Regions from separate parts of the Mus musculus genome. Here region 2 is linked to region 1. The links are chromatin contacts, called in public promoter capture Hi-C maps. All regions are on one chromosome and are shown on one strand. Each heading gives the region's core, a stretch centred on a gene start, on an enhancer-like site or on the middle of the called end of the contact. The rest is flanking DNA. Distances are from core to core; before and after follow the strand shown. Region 1 holds the start of Cbl (Casitas B-lineage lymphoma). Region 2 holds the start of Bud13 (BUD13 homolog).

Region 1 (3,572 bases), core at 911-3,410:
AAGAGATCTGCCTCTGCCTCTTGAGTGCCGGGATTAAAGGCGTGCGCCCCCGGTGCCTGGACAGCCCAAATGATTTTTGAAGAATGATGTGGATCTTAGAAGCACACTCCAGGCAGAGGGGACACACTCAGTGATGAGGAAGAAAATGTTGCTGTTGTCACTGTGTGACTTGGTAAGCTATCCAGCATAGAGTCTATGTATCATGAAGTAGTTTACAACTTTAAGTAAGATTGTGACTGTTAATTTTATTACAGATGAAACAGTGGGGAGGGTTCAAAGGTTTGGTTTGCGTGTGTGTGTGTTTCTGTCAGGCTACACTTTAGGAATGGTGACAGGATGAAGTGTCAGTGTCAGTGAAGAGGGTTTCAAAAGTCTGGGAGAGTAAGAAGGAAGGCCTGCAATTAGGGAGGGGCACAGGCCTTACCAAGTTTTGATGGTAATTTTAGAGTGCTGCCTATATTTTTCTTTGGTAGATTCTTCTTTTTTTTTTTTTTTCTAGGTAGAAAATGATAAAAATCTGGGCAGAGTGATACATGCCTATGATCCCAGCACCCAGGAGGCAGAGGCAGGAGCATCTTTGTGAGTTTATGGCCAGTCTGTTCTACATAAAGAGTTCCAGGATAGCCAGGACTACATAGAGAGACCCTGTCTGAAAACAAAAACCCCAAGCTCAATACCACCAACAAAAACAAAACAAAGAAATAAAAGGCAGGCTATTGACATGAAATGATAATACAGGTTCAAAAAGGTCTTAAAGATGACTGACTTGCAGCCGGGCGTGGTGGCGCACACCTTTAATCCCAGCACTTGGGAGGCAGAGGCAGGTGGATTTCTGAGTTCGAGGCCAGCCTGGTCTACAGAGTGAGTTCCAGGTCAGCCAGGACTACACAGAGAAACCCTGTCTCGAAAAAAAAAAAAAAAAATGACTGATTTGCAACCCAAAGTTGTGGGACTGAATAATTCTGGTGTTCAGAGACTGTTTTCTTTCTTCAAGTACTGGACAAGTTCAACAACCTACCAGCCAAAGGCTTGGTGGCAGAACTGAGTACTTAATGTCACCAAATGGTTTTGGAGCTAAAAAAATATTAGCAAACCAAGGTTGGGTACTTTCTTCTTCTTTGGAAAAGAAGTTCCTATTTTCAAAGTACTTCTAGTGAAGTCTGAAGATTAGGGAAGTGAAGGTGTCCGGGAGCTGAATTTCTGTTCCCTCCATGCAAGTGGCTCACAGCCTCTGTGGGCGGGGCCTCGTGCCGCCAGCGCATTCCGCTGAGCAATAGAATATCTTTAAAGTACATATTCAGTTCCCAGAAAAGGAATTGCTCTTCAGAAAGAAAAAGATCAAAAGGAAGTTACTTGTTTTAAAAAGGTTAAAAAGTCTGGAAGAAGCGCGTGAGACGCGAGTGTCCTTAACCTTAAACCTTTATGTGACTTAGTCTGCAAAAAGCTGCAGCAACTGAATTCCCAACCTTTGAGGGTTATAAATACCAAGGCGATTTTTAATCCCTGCGCTCGGGAGGTAGAGGCATGTGAATCTCTGTGAGTTCAGAGCCACCCTGGTCTACACAGCGAGTTCCAAGGCAGCCAGGGCTACATGGTGAAACAAGATGGTGGAATAGGGATATAGCTCAAGGTGGGGTACTTGTCTAGGATGTGTGAGGTCGTAGGTTCAATTCCAATCACCACAAAAATAAAAACACTAAGGGGAAGAAAACGAACTTTGGCTTTCTTTTTCCATCTTTCCACAAGATGAGGCAGATAACTCGAAGCTCAATATCCACATTTAGAAGACTCCTTCCATCCCTACCCGTCTTAATCCGAGCACAGCCATGACTCAACTCCCGGAGGCAACAAGCCCAGGCCACAACGAACATGGACGGCCAGGCTTCTCTTCTGCCTAGTGCGCAGGTTCTACCTTGGACCCCACCTCTTTCCTTCCATTCCTCTCTTCTCCAGCAGAGGGCGCAGGCACTGAGTTTTCTTTGGGCTCCGCCCCGCCCGTCCCAGTGGGTCAGGGCGGGAGCAGTGGGCGCGGAAACTTGGTCGAGGCTTTCCGGGAGCCGCGGGGCACGCGGGTGCACGCGAGCTCGTGCGCGCGTTGGGGGTCGCCGCGGCGTGCCGTGCTTGCCCGTCTCCGGCGCGCGCCCCCGCGTTGCGCCGGCCGCGCTCGCGCCCGCGCAGGGGCGCGCCTCAGGGCGGGCGCCTCCCTCTCACTCCCTGGGCTGCGAGCGCCGGCGGTGGTTGCCGGAGAGGCCCCTCCTTCTCGCCCGGCTCCATTCCCTCGCTCGCGGCCGAGCGGGCTCCCGACCCTCCGCTGGCCATGGCCGGCAACGTGAAGAAGAGCTCGGGCGCCGGCGGCGGCGGCTCTGGGGGCTCGGGAGCGGGCGGCCTGATCGGGCTCATGAAGGACGCCTTCCAGCCGCACCACCACCACCACCACCTCAGCCCGCACCCTCCCTGCACGGTGGACAAGAAGATGGTGGAGAAGTGCTGGAAGCTCATGGACAAGGTGAGCGGCCTGCGGGCGCGCGCGGCGCCGGGTGGGCGTGGGCGGTGGGGCGCCAGGGAGGGCTGCCGTTGGCAGTTGGGAACGTTGAGGTGTGGGGGAGCCAGACAAAGATGGGGTGGGGGCTGGGGGAGGGCTGGTCACCGCGCCACCCGGGCGGAAGTGCGATGGGGGTGCGGAGCTTGGGGATGTGGGTCGTCGAGTGAGCCCCGGGAGGTGGGCCTGGGGTGCTGGGGGTGGGATGTGTGTTGGATCTGCCGGCTACGGCTCCGGGTTTGGAAGAGGAGTCGCCCTGGGTGAGGGACTTGGGTTCAGGAGGCGGCCCGGCTGACTGCGGTCAGGGTGAGCTTATAGTTTTTTCTCATTAAGATGTAGCACACAGATCAAAGAAAAAGAGGTGGGTTTAAATGGGGGCAGGGAAGGAAGGAACTTCCCTTCTCCGCTAAGGATGGCTTAAGTTTTTGTCTTGCAAAGTGTTGGATGTAATCCATCGCTGCTGCTGAGATAGGCACTGGTTAAACCACAAGTTCTGGTTAGAACCATTATCTTTCGAAAGGTGGACTGACTGAGCGTGCTGAATTAATAGTCTGACTTCTACAGAACTTCCTGCTTGCTCTCGGTGCTTTTCGCTGGGCTGTAGTGTTTGATTTTTGTAACGGGCCTACCTGCTTATTATTTAAGACCCCTTTGATAGCCATTATAAAATCAGGTGCGGGGGTGGGGTTGCCTATGGTTAGCCCTTTAAGTCTGTCAATCAGGAGAATCTTACTTCCTTACAGTTGAGCCTGTATAATGTAGTCTTGTAGTTGGCCCCAGTACTTAAACGTGAATACACAATCTTGTCTTAACATTTTGTTGGAAGTCAGTGCTCTGTTTCCTTAACTCTTACCACAGTTATTATTTTTTTCAACATTCCTACTGCAGATAAATGTGATTAGGAGGCCCCGGCATGTAAGTGAATGGTGTTATTTCCTCCGGAGTAAATTTGGTTTTCTTTGGTTCCTCTCTGGGCCTAGGTTCCTCTTCTGTAAAGTTCTCTATGGGTTGTTTTGGACTAGAAACAGCCAAT
Region 2 (3,766 bases), core at 1,196-3,695, 2.0 Mb before region 1:
AGATCTCCAAACCAAGATCCAGATAAGGATCTCCAAGCCTCAAGATAAGGGTCACTGGTGAGCCTTCCAATTCCGGATTGTAGTTCATTCCAAATATTGTCAAGTTGACAACCAGGAATAGCCACTACACCCTGGTTTTTAATAACTTCCTTGGACCTATCTTTCTTGCTCACTGTCTCCTACTCCCAGAGTAGAAATACCTCTACACACTCTTAGAATGCTTTCATTTGTATTTATCAGCCCATATTCTCATTAAATTCTAAGTTCCAACAGCCAAGGGCTAAGGCATTCTCTTATTTATTCCCTTCTTCTTGTTGTTGTTCCCTATAGCTAGCTTCCAGCTCTCTATCCTCCAGCCCAGCCTCCCCTGTGCTGGGATTATAGACTTTTACCACCATATCCTGCTGACTAATACATTTTTTGTTCATCAAGGCTTCTTCAACACAACTGTCACAGGAGGTATTCAGCCCTCCACACCCATGGACTTCACAACTGCAAACTCAACCAGGGGAAAAGGAATGGCCAATGTATTAAACAGATAGACTTTCTTTAGTTACAATGGCCTATATAACGTAACTACTGGCATACTACCTAAGCTGTAGTGGGCTTTTAAGTAATTAATCTAAGGATGATTTAAAGAGGATGTGAATAGTTGACATGAAAATAGTGTATCATTTTGAGCTTCAGGAACCAGTGCCCCAATTACTGTAAGGTGGTGGCAAGCCAATAAATAAATGTGTGCCACACAGATGAACTGTGCTGCAAGGAGGAGGTTATTTGAAATGCCAGGAACACATGACACAGCTTTAATCACAACAACCATTTCAGACAAGTAGTAAGGGGCTGGGACTTCAGGCTCAGAGAGATGAACATCTCTCTCTTTTTTTTTTTTTTTTTTTTGGTTTTTTGAGACAGGGTTTCTCTGTGTAGCCCTGGCTGTCCTGGAACTCACTTTGTAGACCAGGCTGGCCTCAAACTCAGAAATCCGCCTGCCTCTGCCTCCCGAGTGCTGGGATTAAAGGCGTGTGCCACCACGCCCGGCTGAGATGAACATCTCTTGCCCTGGACCACTCAGGCTATAAGTAGCACAGCTAGGATTCTAATTCTAATCAGTATTGCTCCAAAGCTTAAACTTTCCCCCTGCATGCCATTGCCCCTTCTTCCAGGGACATCAGCCACACTGAATTCAACACCACCTTAACTGAATATAGGCTCATCTTAACTGGTAACACCACAAAGATTCCATCTATAAATGAGGTCATGCTCAAGCTCTAATGAAGAGAAGTGTGGAAATGAGGGACTAATTCGACCCAGTTCAATGGACCATACGGTAATAATACTGTTAGACCATGATACTGCCCCACAGAGAGGGTGAGCCACACTTTGTATCCTATCTAGTACTCTCTTTAAGCTGATAAGCATTTAGTAGACCTGGGGGTGGAGTGTGAGAATGGAATTAGCCCCCAGAGTTTCAACTTTCTATCCAAAATAGCACCTTCAGTAAGCTGCTAAACTTAGGGCTGCTGCTCTAAAGCCTACAAATACAGACATTTCCTTTTGTTCTGTAGGTTGATGTTGGATATCCTAACCCAACCTTTCCAGATTCCAGTGGCCAAGTTACTAATGGACATTTCATCTGAACTCTGTCTCAGCACATCTCTTTGCAATCTGGAAGTATAGTGTTTAATATAAATGTCTGCTCCATTACAATGTTCTGAAAGCTATATGGTCAACTATTTTAGAAAGAGGCCAGGCACAGGATGTGAACTGTTCCCATTTTAGTTGTTACTGTTAGTAGTAGATGTGAGTAATAGGATATGGGTCTTTGATTCCAGATCAGTTCCTGGCACTTTGGAACCCTCAGAAAGAGATTTTTGGATCTAGAAAGAAAGAAAGAAAGAAAGAAAGAAAGAAAGAAGAGGGAAGAGAAAAAGAAGAAGGAAAGAAAGAGAAGGGAAGGGAGAAAGAGAGAAATAAAGTGAGAAAGAAAAAGGTTTGAATCAGCTTTGCTATTCTTGGACACGACTTTCAATCTGTACATGGAACGACGTAAGCTACAAACGCGGGGAGAAAGTGAGTTAAGTTCTAGCTGCCTTTAACACAAGGAAGGCGCTGCTCAGAGGATGAGGTCTGAGCTGCCAGTGGCAGCTACAATCCCGCCCCGGGGCAGTGGAGCGGGGCCTGAGCTCGGGCCGGGGTCGGCAGCACCGCGCGGGCCAGGACGAGGAAGAGCTGCGGCCGAGGGCGCCACCGGGCAGCGCGACACCTCACCAGTCCACTCACCCCTTGCCGCCAGCGCCTCCAGGCTTCGGCCGTTTTTTGCGCCGCTTGCGACCGGCCTCGGGACCTCCTTCCAAGCCAGCATCTGTCCCAGACAAGTAACGCTTCAGATACTCAGCTTTGGTGAGTGGCGGAGCTGCCGCCATGGCAGCGGCGAGGGCGGGGCAACAGCTCGGCGTGGGGGACAAAATTCTTCAACGCGAAACGGTAGGGGTGGAGCCAGAAGCGGAAGCTTTAGGACGGGGACTTTTTGAACTGCTGGACTTAAAGACTTGAGCCTTAAGAGGCTCCAGGGGAGAGTGCGTGCATCTCGGGCTGGCTGTGCTTTTCCTGAGACGACGAATCGGTGCAACAGCCTGCAGCCCACGCTGTCTCAGCTGAGAAGCCACAGGCCGATGTAACATGATCCTACCCTGGCAGCATCAGCGCCAGAGTAAGGAAGAACACCTGTATGAATGGTGGGACTTACCATAGCTGTACCACTAGGGGCACATTCTTGAGCAGCGTTTTAATAATGGACGCTGTACCAAACGTTTCAATTTCAATCACTTTTATTGCTATAAATACCTTTTGGTGGGAAGTCTGCTGGAAGAGGCTTCCGGGTACCATTTAGGGGAAGTCAAACTTGTGACTATAAAAGTTTGATAGGTTTTTATCAAACCTGTACTGACCTTCTCACCTTTGATATGTCTTTCTAAAAAATGATATAAACTCTTCCCAGTGAAATGGATTCGTGGTCAGTGTGGCAAAGAAACCAGGAAGATTCTGGAGTTTCTTCTATAAAGGGTTAAGTGTTTTATGACTTCTCACTTAACCCTCACAATTTTTTTTTCTTTCATCCAGCACCGAGGATTAAACCCAAGGCCTTTTGCACATGGTATGCAGGAGTTCTATAGAACTACATCCCCACTCTTTTGAATGTTGAAGATCTAAATTGCCTAAGCTGCCCCTGAATTTGTTAGCCTTCCTCCTCAGCCTCTCAAGTGGCTGGACACCATGACCTACCCTTCAGTTTTATTAGCCTCCTTTATAGATAATAAGAACTTTCGGGTAAGTACAGGAACCCACACATCTTCATACTGCCTGGCTCTAATTTTTGCTAGCAGAGGCCAAACAAGGATGGTGCTGGTTATCCAGTTTGAATTCGTTTTGTCTTGAATCAGGGTTTTTCTGTGTAGCCCAGGCTGTCCTGGAACTTCCTCTGTAGACCAAATCGGCTTCAAACTCATAGAACCACCTGCCTCTGCTGGGATTAAAGGTGTGTGCCACCCTGCTTTTCCAGACTGCTTTAAGCTGCATGAGAACAGCTAGACTCCACACAGGTGTACCTGGCTCAGAGCAGACAGGATGGCCTATTGGAGTGAATCAAATGCTGCCTCTACAGCAGCCACCTCAAGAAAGATTTGCTTAGGAAACTAAACTGGTTTTTCCTTCCTCATTTCTTTTCATGAAGACGGACTCTCACTGCATGGCCCAAGCTGTCCTC

The links. Promoter capture Hi-C pulls out the DNA fragments that hold promoters and counts their contacts.
Region 2: a contact with region 1 is called in a promoter capture Hi-C map of pre-B cells, with 4 times the contacts expected there. The contact joins the promoter of Bud13 here to the promoter of Cbl in region 1. A contact is called at or near these places in 1 of 39 promoter capture datasets (pre-B cells) and 1 of 115 datasets of contacts at active chromatin or transcription factors (large pre-B cells).

Annotation. Positions count from the first base shown.
Region 1 is chr9:44,232,634-44,236,205 of GRCm38.p6, reverse strand. Cbl (Casitas B-lineage lymphoma) reads left to right here and starts at 2,160. Exons shown (of 16, transcript NM_007619.2): 1 at 2,160-2,506. The coding sequence starts at 2,318.
Region 2 is chr9:46,281,691-46,285,456 of GRCm38.p6, reverse strand. Bud13 (BUD13 homolog) reads right to left here and starts at 2,445. Exons shown (of 10, transcript NM_146000.2): 1 at 2,284-2,445. The coding sequence starts at 2,426. It overlaps Zpr1 (ZPR1 zinc finger), which reads right to left. Exons shown (of 14, transcript NM_011752.2): 14 at 2,814-3,766.